Regions from separate parts of the Mus musculus genome. Here region 2 is linked to region 1. Evidence: chromatin contacts called from public promoter capture Hi-C data. All regions are on one chromosome and are shown on one strand. The core of a region is the stretch at or near the end of the contact, and the rest is flanking DNA. Distances in the headings are between cores, read along the strand shown. Region 1 holds the start of Itm2b (integral membrane protein 2B). Region 2 holds the start of Lrrc63 (leucine rich repeat containing 63).

Region 1 (5,711 bases), core at 76-2,575:
GTCCAAACAGCCCAGACTGCTATTATATATCCAAAAATTTTATAGGGTATTAGTGGCCTGTTTCTTTACAGTAATTTTCATTAGATCATTAAAAAACAAACAAACAAAAACAAAAACTCTCCTTACTACTTGTACCATGGACACAAACGACTGATTTTAAGTCAAAACTAAAATTACCCAAGTGACAATAGGTATTAAAAAGTGTTAGTGAAAAACGAAGCAGCACCCGCTGTTAGTATTCATAGGTATCAAATGTCAGAAGCCCTAAAAAGGCAAAAAGAAAACTTAGGCAAAAATTATATTTATATTTAAAAGAATATTACTGTACATCACTTTTAAAAATTGAATCCAGTGACAGCATCACTCAGTGCTAACCGGGGATGTGGTAACACAAAGGTTACCTATTTTGTAGGGATGGGAGCAAATTCCTATGTTTTGGTTCCAGTTTCACTTATTCAGAAGTACCCACAAAGAGGCTGATAAAAGTCAACTGTTGGGTTACATGGGAACAGCCACAATAGCAATTACTTTCACCTGGAATATTTGTTACAATAATAAAATCACCAGCCAGAAACTACTCCCAGTATACTGTTGTCTTCTCTCTCCAGACCCCAAGGTGTTCACCTGCCAACACCGAAGGCCATTTGTAGGCAAGGGAGTTTGTAAAAGAAAAGGGCTTTTAAAAAATGAAGATGCTTACAGTTGCTGGACTTAGTCCAAGTGCTGTTCAGCCTAGAAACGAAAGTAGGAAACAACAGAGGTTTAGGCTTGTTATGATGTCAGCCATTTTAGGCACAGTATTTATACTGGAAAAAAAGTGCCAAACTCGGTGGTGGCGGTGCCTGTCGCTGCAGGTTCCCGGGCTACCAAGCCAAGTGCAAAGCCGCGGGACCTCGTACACCTGTGCAACTGTCCCCTCGGGGGTCGCCAGGGCCAGGACCCCGCCCCGCTCGCTGCACACACACACACCACGGTACCCGGGAGCGGAGGACCGTCCGGGAAACCGTCCCCGCCGCCGGGACCCCGCCCGCGACCCCAGCCAGGACCTTGCAATCCACCGCCACGGCATCCGGAGGGACGATGAGCGCCTCCTCGCTGCTCTTGGGCTCGTCCTTCTTGGCCTCCTTCTGGGCCAGCGCCGAGTTGAACGTCACCTTCACCATGGTGCGGCCTGGGGCGCCCTAGGCGGCGACGGCGAAGGCTGGGGTCGCGGCTGGCAGGATCCCGGCTGCGAAGGCAGCCTTGTCGGCCGAGCTCAGGGCACGACTCTGCAGCGGAGGAGCGGACTGCGCGACAGCAGCAGCGGCTCAGTGCAGCGCGGTTTCCGGCCTCGCAGCTGGGGCGCGGGCGCAGGGCGGGGGCCCGGAGGGGCGGGGCCTTGAGCGGGGCGGGGCCTGGCTTCACGCCAGACCCTCCCTGGTTCCCCCCACCCCCACCCAGGACTCAGCGGGAATCTGGCCAGGCTTTGTGGAGGGCGCGCCTGGTTGAGCTAGGACTTGTTGCCCCTCTGGGCTGCCTGGATTTTCCGGTTCTGAATTTGCTTCCAACTAGTTCTCCTCAGGGGCCCAGTGTTGCAAGTTGATAAGAAAATGGGGTGAACTCTGTCGGTTGGCTACGTAGGATAAGTTAACTTCTGGTAGCACCAAATTCTCTTTGATTGTGAGCCCAAAGGCCATGGAATTTTTGTGTGAGAAAAACAAACAAACAAACCCAAAAGCTCCGTTTAATCATTTATTAGTAAGCGACTTAGTAGAGCATAGGAATATTTGAAGCACTGTGTCCTAGTGTCCTGGTGATCTGACTTATCTCCCACAGACCTCACCCTAAGGTGTTGCCTGGTTGACTAAGCTGGTCTTTTCTTCCTCCCTCAGAGGTCAGTTCCTGCCCAGCCTAATCTCAAGCCAATGACCAGGAACCCTCTTCATCCATTTGTATTCCTAAAATTCTAAACTGGTAAAACAAAATGTACCAACCGAGCTCATTTGTATAAGCAAGCCAAAACAAAACAAAACAAAAAACCATATTTGCCTTAGGCCAATCTGTGATTTGTGACAACGTACTTAGGACAAGTTCTTATTTTTCTTCAAAATAAAAAATTCTCCTTTTTTGAAGAGGTTTTTGCTTCTGGTTGACAGAAGACATTGGCCCACACACTGGGTTTACAGCCATGTCTCCAGATGGTCCTTTGGTCAAATGACTGATCCTGTAGCCTTCTCCATATCCTCTCCTTGTCCACCTACAGGAGTGTCTGTTGGCCAGAAGGATTCTGCTGTGTGAGCTCTGGCCTAGGCCAACCTTGAAGACAGCAGTTGAGACCAGAGTTCTTGAGCCCCTGGCTCTATTCAAGGAGGGAATTATCTTTATTTCTTTTTATTTTTAAATATTTAATTTTTATGCCTATGATTTTTTTTTTTTTTTTTTTTTTTTTTTTTTGCCTACATGTACCTGTGCCTAAGGAAGTCAGAAAAATGAGTCAAGTCCCGTGGAACTGGGGTTACAAATGGTTGAGAACCGCCATGCGGTTGCTGGGAACCAAGCCTTGGGTCTTCTGGAAGAGCAACAAATGCTTTTAACTGCCGAGCCGTCTCTCCATTCCCATATTTCTATTTTTGCCTCTGGGACTGAGTAGGACTCCGTTTCATGAAAGAGAAGGTGAGGGGGTGGATGGTTTTATAAATAGAGAAAAAAAAAGTAAGCAGAGGAAAGCAGATTGTCATTCCAGAGTCACACTGGAAGCCAAGACAAGAAAGCAGAACAGCGGAACCATAGCTCACTGGTTAGTACTAAGGTCACACAGTGTCAGATAAACAACTGCTGATAGTTGAGTCAATAGAGTAGATGTATGAGTTGGTCGGTCCTGAAAGAGGTTATTCCTACTACAGATGAGTTTTAATAGGCATCAAATAGTATGGTATATTAAAAACAAAACAAAAAACCCAGACCCTTACGGGGAAGAAAACTTCCCCTTTAAAACCAGGAGAGACACTTCCTCAATGGTGAGAGTAAAAAAATAAGAGAAGGTTGAGCTGCCTTGAGAGGGATGGTGGGGAGCAACCAGAGGAGCCTCTTCTGAGGAGGTTTTTAAGCCATCCCAGAGCAAAGGAAATAGCAGACTTCTCTAAGTTTTGGAGGGTCTGGTTAAAAGTTTTGCATCATGTGATTTAGCTCAACATATCAGACACAACAAAGATCATGGAGGATTCAGGTACTGTTTAGGACCACAATGATGGGGGTGGGGTGGGAGTGGGGTAGGTGGGGACTCCCCTGCTAGGTATAAGAGCTTCTTAACTCAAGGCTAGGTCTGATCTCCTTAGGAGCTTGCCTTGTAAGTGTAACCTCTGTCTTTTTAAGGGTTAAAGGGGGGAGAGTTCATTAGCACGACAGTTAGAGCAAACCTGTTGGAGAAGTTGAAACTGTTGTATCTTCAATCCTAATTTCTCAAGGACAAATCATTTCCATGGTGACAATGACCTTCCCTCCATTTTGATTTTTAGAACCTCTTGCAGGAGCTTAAAACAAGGTCTTCATACAACTTTTTAAAAGAGATGTTTATATGGCCTTGTCGGACATCAATGGGAGCAGAGGCTCTTGGTCCTGTGAAGGTTACACGCCCCAGTGTAGGGGAATGCCAGGTCAGGGAAGCAGGAGTGGGTGGGTTGGTGAGCAGGAGGAGGAGGGATGGGATAAGAGGTCTTCGGAGGGGAAACCAGGAAAGGGGATAACATTTGAAATGTTAATAAAGAAAATATCTAACAAAAAAAACCTAATAAAAAAAAAAGAGAGATATTTGTGAGTGGGAAGATGGGCATCCGTGTGCCATGATGCATGTGTGGAGGTCAGAGGATAATTTACAGGAATTAGTTCTCTCTTTCTACCACGTAGGATCTCGGATTGAATACCAGGCTTTGCAGTAAGTGCCACCACCCTCTGAGCCACCTCAATGCCCCTTTAAAGTTTTATTCAAACCTTCTGTGCTGGTTAATTATGCCTGTTAACTTGACGTGACCTAGAATCAGCTGGGAATTATCTAGATCAGGTTTATCGGTGGGGGATTGTCTTACTCATTAATTGATTTGAATGGACCCAGCCTACTGTGGGCAGCACCATTCCCTAGGCATTTTCCTGACCTGTATAGCAACGAAGACTAGCTGAGCAGAAAGAAGCAAGCAGCTCACATGGGTTTGTTTCTCTCTGCTCTTGACTGTGAATGCTATGTGACTAGGAACTTTAAGTTTCTGCCTTGACTTGATGGATTGGTAACCTGGATTGTAAGCCAAGTAAACGCTATCTTCCCTAAGTGGCTTTTGGTCAGAGTATTCATCACAACACTAGAAACGAAGCCAGAACGCATTCGTAGCTCAATGTTAGGATGAAATGAGAGAAAAGTCCTCAAAGCATTTGACAGTAGGTAGCCTAAGAGAAGACAGTCCTTTCTGAACAATACCATTTGTTACAAGTCTTGGCAAACCCAGGCAAAGGGAGAGTCAGCGAGGTAGACAAACCAGAATTTTTCCTCTGCCCTAGGACTTTTATTTTATAAAGGCATGTGAAAAAAGACCATTATTTTGTGTGGTAGCAGTGAGCAACAGGATTGAAAATCAGTTGGCTGACGGTCTGGGAATAATCGCTGGGTTTTTGCTTCTCTGGTTTGGTCTGGTGTGTCTACAGAGCTATGTAGTGCATAACAACACAGATAATAAAGAAGCTGGCTTGAGACCAAATACAGCAATCCCAGTCCCGTGATTTAGAAAGTTGGCTTGTTGACCCTGTAAACTAAGGGGCGGTGGAGGAGGAGAGCGCATGACTCAACACAAAGCTAAAAACACAGAGCTAAGTTGCCACTGACTACCACATGTAAAGGGCCAGCCCCAGAAGGCCTTTGTTTTCCTTTCTCGTGTGAATCTGCTTTTAAAGTGAGACTCACTTTACACTTCACCAGGATCCAAGCTTGCTCTTTCTGGGAAGGAGGCTAACGTAGGGAGCTACATTCTAGCCTCCTCGTTCACTTAGATCTGTGCGATATGCTTGGGCTGTTTTGCTGCTGTTGCTTTTAGAAGTTCTTCCCATTCCCTTTCCCTCTGTTTTTTTTTTTTTTTTTTTTCTTTTTCTTTTTTTTCCCTCAAGACAGCAATTCCCTCTTCTGAGAGGCTTTGAAGTTGAGCAGAGCGATTAGGAAGCATCTTTTGCAAACACAGAGGCCTTGCTGAAACAACATCACTGAATATGCCCTTTGAAAAGTGTTCTTGGCACCTGCCCTCACGCCCCAAGTGTAGCTTTAGCTAGGCAGCTTGTGGCTTTGTCTCAGCTTTCAAAGGGAAGTGGCTCTTCTAGGTTACAAGAACTCTTCAGCCTCTACAGAGACTTCAAGACTGCTTTTGTCACCGTAGCAGGGGCTGTCCTTCCCTGCACGTACATTTTCTACCTCCTAACGAACACGTGCTACGATCCACTTCTTGAATGCTTTTTAAAATCTATGTGATTGCAGGGTTTTTTGTTGTTGTTGTCGTTGTTTGGTTGTTTTGTTTATTATTGTTTAGTCTTTCGAAACAAGGTCTCACTTTGTATTTTTGTCTATCCTGGAGGTCATAATGTACCCCAGGTTGACCTCAAACCAATTACAGTTCTGCCTCAGTTTCAAGTACTGGGATTGCAGGCATGAGCCACCATGCCTAGTTAGTATACCTTGTTTATTTGTTTCCTGTTTACTTGAG
Region 2 (5,561 bases), core at 3,025-5,524, 1.7 Mb after region 1:
ATTAAGCTCTCCAAACAAAGCTGCTAAAGGCTGTTTTTTTGTTGTTGTTTTTTACTTCTCATTCACCTTCTAAGAACAGATCCGCTTAGCTGTGGGGACTTCTGTCAAACTGATAGGAATATACTTTGAGCAAACAATTGAGAAGCTAACCGACTTACAAAGGATGGAGCAACTCTTGGAAGAACAAAAACCGTGGGGAAAAGTCCAAGACACAAAGAAGAGATTTGGGGCAGTTGTCACTAAAACTCTGGCAATAGAGACGGCGAAAGGGACTTTTGATGAAATGGCTCGTTCATCATCAGCTTTCCCCATCTGAATTTTTTTATTATTATTTAGTAAAGTGCAACATTTCTTTTTCATGCCAAATGAAAACATAAAAGCAGCCTTTCAGACATAGGGACATGCTGATACTGACTAAAAGATACTGCATGTTTATGTCTCTGCTAAGAACTCTTTCCTCACTTAGGTCCAGAGATTTATGGAGCCTGCATTATTGGATACCTCAGTCCATCAGATGTGCCTCTCCTTACCTATGGGACAGAATGTCAGGCATCATCTTCCTGTTGCCTTAACTGCAATAAATGGCGATGAACATTCCGTTCCAGCGAGGAGGGAATGGATTCAGTATGGTGGAACTTCAACGGGAAGGTACACAAATCCTCTACCCAGCATCTCAACTCCCCCTCTATGGATGAGGCCAGAGCTGGGCTGAGAGAGAGGGACTGTGATTGGTGTCATGGCCACCACGTTAACCCTGTTCCCAGACTCTCCCTTCTCCCTTTGGTGGCTGGAGAGGGACATGAAATTTCCCATTTCAAGCCAATTGAGGGGGACTTGGCAGAGAGCTGTGTATGGAGGACTCCAAGGAGTGACTACTGAAGGGGGAGCTGGCGTCGCCTTATCACCTAAGCAAAGTGTACCAGCATTCTTAACCCAACCATTTCACCATGACCTTAGCTTTTTTTCCCCCCAAGGTATTTCTATTCATACGTTTCCAGTACTATCCTCTGCATGCAGAAAGCACACAGTCTCCTTTTTTTTTTTTTTTTTTTTTTTGTATCCCACTTTAAGTCAAGGTTTGGTTCAAGCCTTGCTACTACAGCTTCTCATAGCTGCTAACTACACCGGTCTCTACCATTGTGTGCACACATATGTATCCAAGTGTATCCAATGCTGCTTTCTCCTGTTGCTTCCTGTCTTCATTTCCTGTGAAGCTCATTATTAGTAGCCAACGGAAAGGTGATGTAAAGCAGGAACAAGGTCATTAAATTCTGTACGATGAACAGGTACGTTCCAATTTTTGGCTATGTGAAGGTTCTGGTTCCGTGTTATAATGTTTATTTTATAAATTAGACTTAAGCCACTTATATTTGTTCATTCATTGAGCAAATATCACAAATACCCACTATGAACAAAGTACTCGGGGTTGATGTTAGTCAAGGTCATAGACTCTCCAAGATGGCAAAGGCAAATAAGCTTTGTGGTGCCAACGTCGAGAAATTCTGCACTGGGCTATGGAGTGAAACCAAAGACAAATAGTGAAAGTCCAGCACAGAACCTGGTAAGGAGCTGTCAATCTGCAGGGCCGTGGGTGCTACTTACAGAACAGCTTGCAAATATAGAAACACGGGACATCACAGAAACACAGGAAGGATGACGTAGAAATGGCACAACAATGGTTTTGTCGGATTCGGGGGTAATGGATAGATTGCTTTTTTACATCTTTGATAGGCATAGATGAAAGGATAACTTTAACATTATAAAAGTGGCTCATCTTTAAAAACTTTTTAAAAATGTGTAGGAGTGTTTTTGCCTACATGACATGATTGCCTAGTGCCTGCAGAGACCAGAAGAGAACACTGGATCTTCTGGAACTGTGAGGCACCAAGTAGCTGCTGGGAATCAAACCCTGGTCCTCTAAGAAGAGCCGCCAGTGCTTAACCACTGAACCATCTCTCTGGCCCCTATCCCACCTGACAGAAACTAGTGGAAGATGATGAGCAAGGTCTGGTTTTGTTGACTATTTCATCACCAGTTCCTACAGTGTGCTTAATAAACACAGTCAATCTTCATTATTTGTTTAGACTTAGCAAATGCTCAAGTACCCTACACTGAACTTCTAGGGAAAATTATAAGGTCAGGTTCCTTTAAGACTCTGTTCTCAACATTTTCATCAACCAATCCACATATAATCGTGTGGTTCTATGGTCTGCATTTAAGGACATACTATTTGAATAGATATGATGAAATATACTTTCCTAATATATAGAATATATCATTGGTTTGTTACTATAGACCTCACAGCCAAGCATACTGCACACATCAAGGAAGTTCGTCTGACATGATGTTCTCTGCTAAGCACATTACAGCTTTCTCTTGTTTAGACTGAGCTTCAACAATACACTTATGGATATCATAAACCAACAGATAAAAAAGAGGGGGCACAAAAAATTCAAAGAACCATGGAATTAAGTAGACCAGGAAAGGAACACGTGTTTATATTACAGGAGCTGAAACAGGAAGGCAGAGTCAATCCTGCGTCATCCAGGTGTGTACTGGGTTCATGCGTGTTGTGGAACTTGTATTTTCGCTTATCTAAACACACGTTCCCATGAACAGAAGAACTATTGATTTGGGGATTTTAGCAGTAAGTAAACTCATATTTGACAAGTCCACGAATGAGGATCAATCAATGAGCACACCTATAGAACTGATTCTTGGTTGTTGTCACCTTATGATAAACATTTTTCCGTATGGCTATTAGTAACTGTCTTTACTGAGATTGTAAATTAAGTAAAGCAAGGGATTTCTATGGAAAAAAAACACACCAAGGTTAATACACATATCTGTACATACCTGTATGTACTATACGAACTTTCTTTTTTAATAAAGGTACTTTAGGGAGCTTTGGAGGTAAGGGTCTTCGCAGAAGTAGTGGATGCTGCTGGGTTTTGAGTGAGCGATAAATGCTCTTTTTCATAGCTGCTGGTTAAGTGAGAACTGAACTTCCTGAGAACGAATCGTTACTGAAAAGAAGTGGTTATCACTTAGAAAATATCCTTACGGAAACCATTCTGAGTTGCTATGATACTGAGTTTAAGCAGGCTAGCATTGTAAGGAGGGGGGGGGGGGAAAGAGTAAAAAAAATCATTTAAAATTTATTTTTGAAGTACTTTTAAAATGGCATATTTTTAATACAGGCTTAAGCATGGAGCTTAAGAAAGACAGAGAGGCATTCAAAAAGTTTAACGTTTTCTTTCTGTACTGGATATTGAAACTCTGGTCTCATGCAAGGCCATATCACTGAGCCAAATCCCCCTGCTTTCCAATTTGCTTAAAATTAGAAGTTGGGAAATACATTTGTAAGCCCAACACTTGAAAGCCTGAGACAGGAGGGTCAGCCTGGGCTACACGGGGAAGGGTGGTTTCTTTTAAAAATTTAGATTAATAATTAATATAGATAAAACATATTCTATTATTAATCTAGACCTTGCTAACATTTCCCGTGTGAGTATGAAATTCAACCAGCCAACGCTATTTTCAGTCAGTAAATGGTGACCTCTCTCCCTGCAATATAGGCATTGGCATTTCATTCACTACCTCCCAAATATTATCAGTATAGACTTAGAAGGGATTTTGGAAAAAAAAAAAAAAAAGAAGGTAAAGGCCTCTGAAATCCCACAGTATCTAACCATACACAAACGGTTTTCTTGTATGGCGATGGCTTGTTTTAACTCTCAGCTGACTTAATTTGTCCATAATTATGCAACTCCAAAATAAGACAGGCTTTTTAATACAATGAGATGTTCCAGGATGGCGGGGAATCCCAGAGAATAGGGAAATAAGGACACCAGCTGTCCTCCGCCCCCCCCCCCACGCCCCACCGCCCAAAATAAGTCTTTGTTTTCAGGGCAACCTCAAAAGTGCCTGGCACAGTGCAGCTCCGCGGAATGCCCGGCAGGCAGGGAACCCTGGTGCGGTGCAGAAGAGCGGTTTACCCGCGAAAGGTAACTGCAGGCCAGCGCTCGCTCCTGATTTGTCGGCTGGTAGCGCGTGCCCGCCCGCCACAAGTTTCCTTTTCTAGTTGGTGGGGAGACCCCATCACCACCCCCCAGTCCCCAAGTGTCCAGCTCCTACGGACCCTGCCTTCAAGCACACAGACCAGATTTCCCACGTCCATCTCCTTTATCCCTGAGTCCTGGCTGCCAGTGACTGTCTAGCGAGGTCTCCAGTTAGGTCTAATTCCATGTTTGTGCTGGACGCAGCTCCTTTAGCAGCATCCCCAAGCCCTGCTACAGCCGAATTACGCTCATAGTAAGGACCACCAACTAGTCCCCGCCCCCCAACACTTCCCCACCCCCCCGCACCCGCACACCCCCCCCCCCCAGCTAGCCCGGTAAGAAGCGCAGGCGCACGAGGGTTGGGCACGTCGGGAACTAGGGGCGGGGCATTGAGCCCCGCCCATCTGCCCCGCCCACTCGATCCACCCACTGATTTCGCCACCTTAGGCCAGTGGCCCCTAATTCTGCTGCGGGCAGCGCAGGATGCCCGGAGGCTGAAGTGGTGGAGCCGGGAGGAGTGGCTCCACGTGTAGCTGTACGGAAGGCTGTGGTGACAATCGTTATTACTATTCTTACTCTTAAAACAGTGGCCACTATTATTTACTTACTTTTCTCCATGACTTGACACCGGTGTCTGGAGACTGGGTTGGCATTTTCTAATACGGCTACACTTTTGGGCAGCTGGCCACCGTTACTCATTTTGCAGTAAAACCCTTGTCTCCAAATCGCACGTTCTGTTTTCCTTCTTGTCTCTTGGGTGCAACCTGGTTTGTCTTTCTGTTTTTAAAGTTCTTGGTGGAAGTGGAACTGTGTGGGAACCGAGAGCTGTAAGGCAGTGAGTGGTTCCAAAGCTCTTTAAAAGGACACCCAGGTCTCACTGTCACGGTGGTTGGCTGTGATTACCGGTGTTGGTGCTGTCTCCATGTTCAGTGGTAGATATACCGCGCTTGTTTGCCTGTATGTGCTTGCTTCTCTGGAGATTTGAGAACGAAAACTGGAAAGAACCTATTACAGAGACGGGAAAATCCAACTGAGAATTCAAGTAAGGGGCACTTCCTTCCAGTCACCTCCCTTAAGTGTTTCTCTTCTTAAATAAGGGTGTGGGAATTTCAATAGCACCTTGGGAAATCAGAGACTTCTAGATTCGTTTACTAACCAAGTCTTCCTTTTTCTCCTAAGAGCAAGCATATATTTTGAACCAATGGGAAAATAATTAAAGATGAATCTGGGTAATGCTGTACAACTGTTGTCCTGTGGTGTGTTGGTTGGTGGTTTTGTTATGTAGATTACTTTGTTGTTTACTAGGTACCCTTTCCAAACCAGGGATTTTATTTCACTTTCGTCTGTGTTTGTTTTACATTGCTTGGTTTCCCTGAAAGACAGGAAGCAGACAGAAAGGCAAATCTGGTGGCCACGTTTGTCTCAAGTAATGTATATTGTTCATTATTTTGTAAACAGCAGAAATGTTTCTATTCTTAAGGATAAAGGTGTGGGCAGTCT

What was found. Promoter capture Hi-C pulls out the DNA fragments that hold promoters and counts their contacts.
Region 2: a contact with region 1 is called in a promoter capture Hi-C map of embryonic stem cells, with 3 times the contacts expected there. The contact joins the promoter of Lrrc63 here to the promoter of Itm2b in region 1. A contact is called at or near these places in 2 of 39 promoter capture datasets (embryonic stem cells and hippocampal neurons) and 1 of 115 datasets of contacts at active chromatin or transcription factors (astrocytes).

The regions. Positions count from the first base shown.
Region 1 is chr14:73,383,964-73,389,674 of GRCm38.p6, forward strand. Itm2b (integral membrane protein 2B) reads right to left here and starts at 1,326. Exons shown (of 6, transcript NM_008410.3): 1 at 1,047-1,326. The coding sequence starts at 1,163.
Region 2 is chr14:75,126,609-75,132,169 of GRCm38.p6, forward strand. Lrrc63 (leucine rich repeat containing 63) reads right to left here and starts at 4,275. Exons shown (of 10, transcript NM_027581.1): 1 at 4,163-4,275; 2 at 2,857-3,026. The coding sequence starts at 2,980. It also overlaps a transcript of Lcp1 not described here.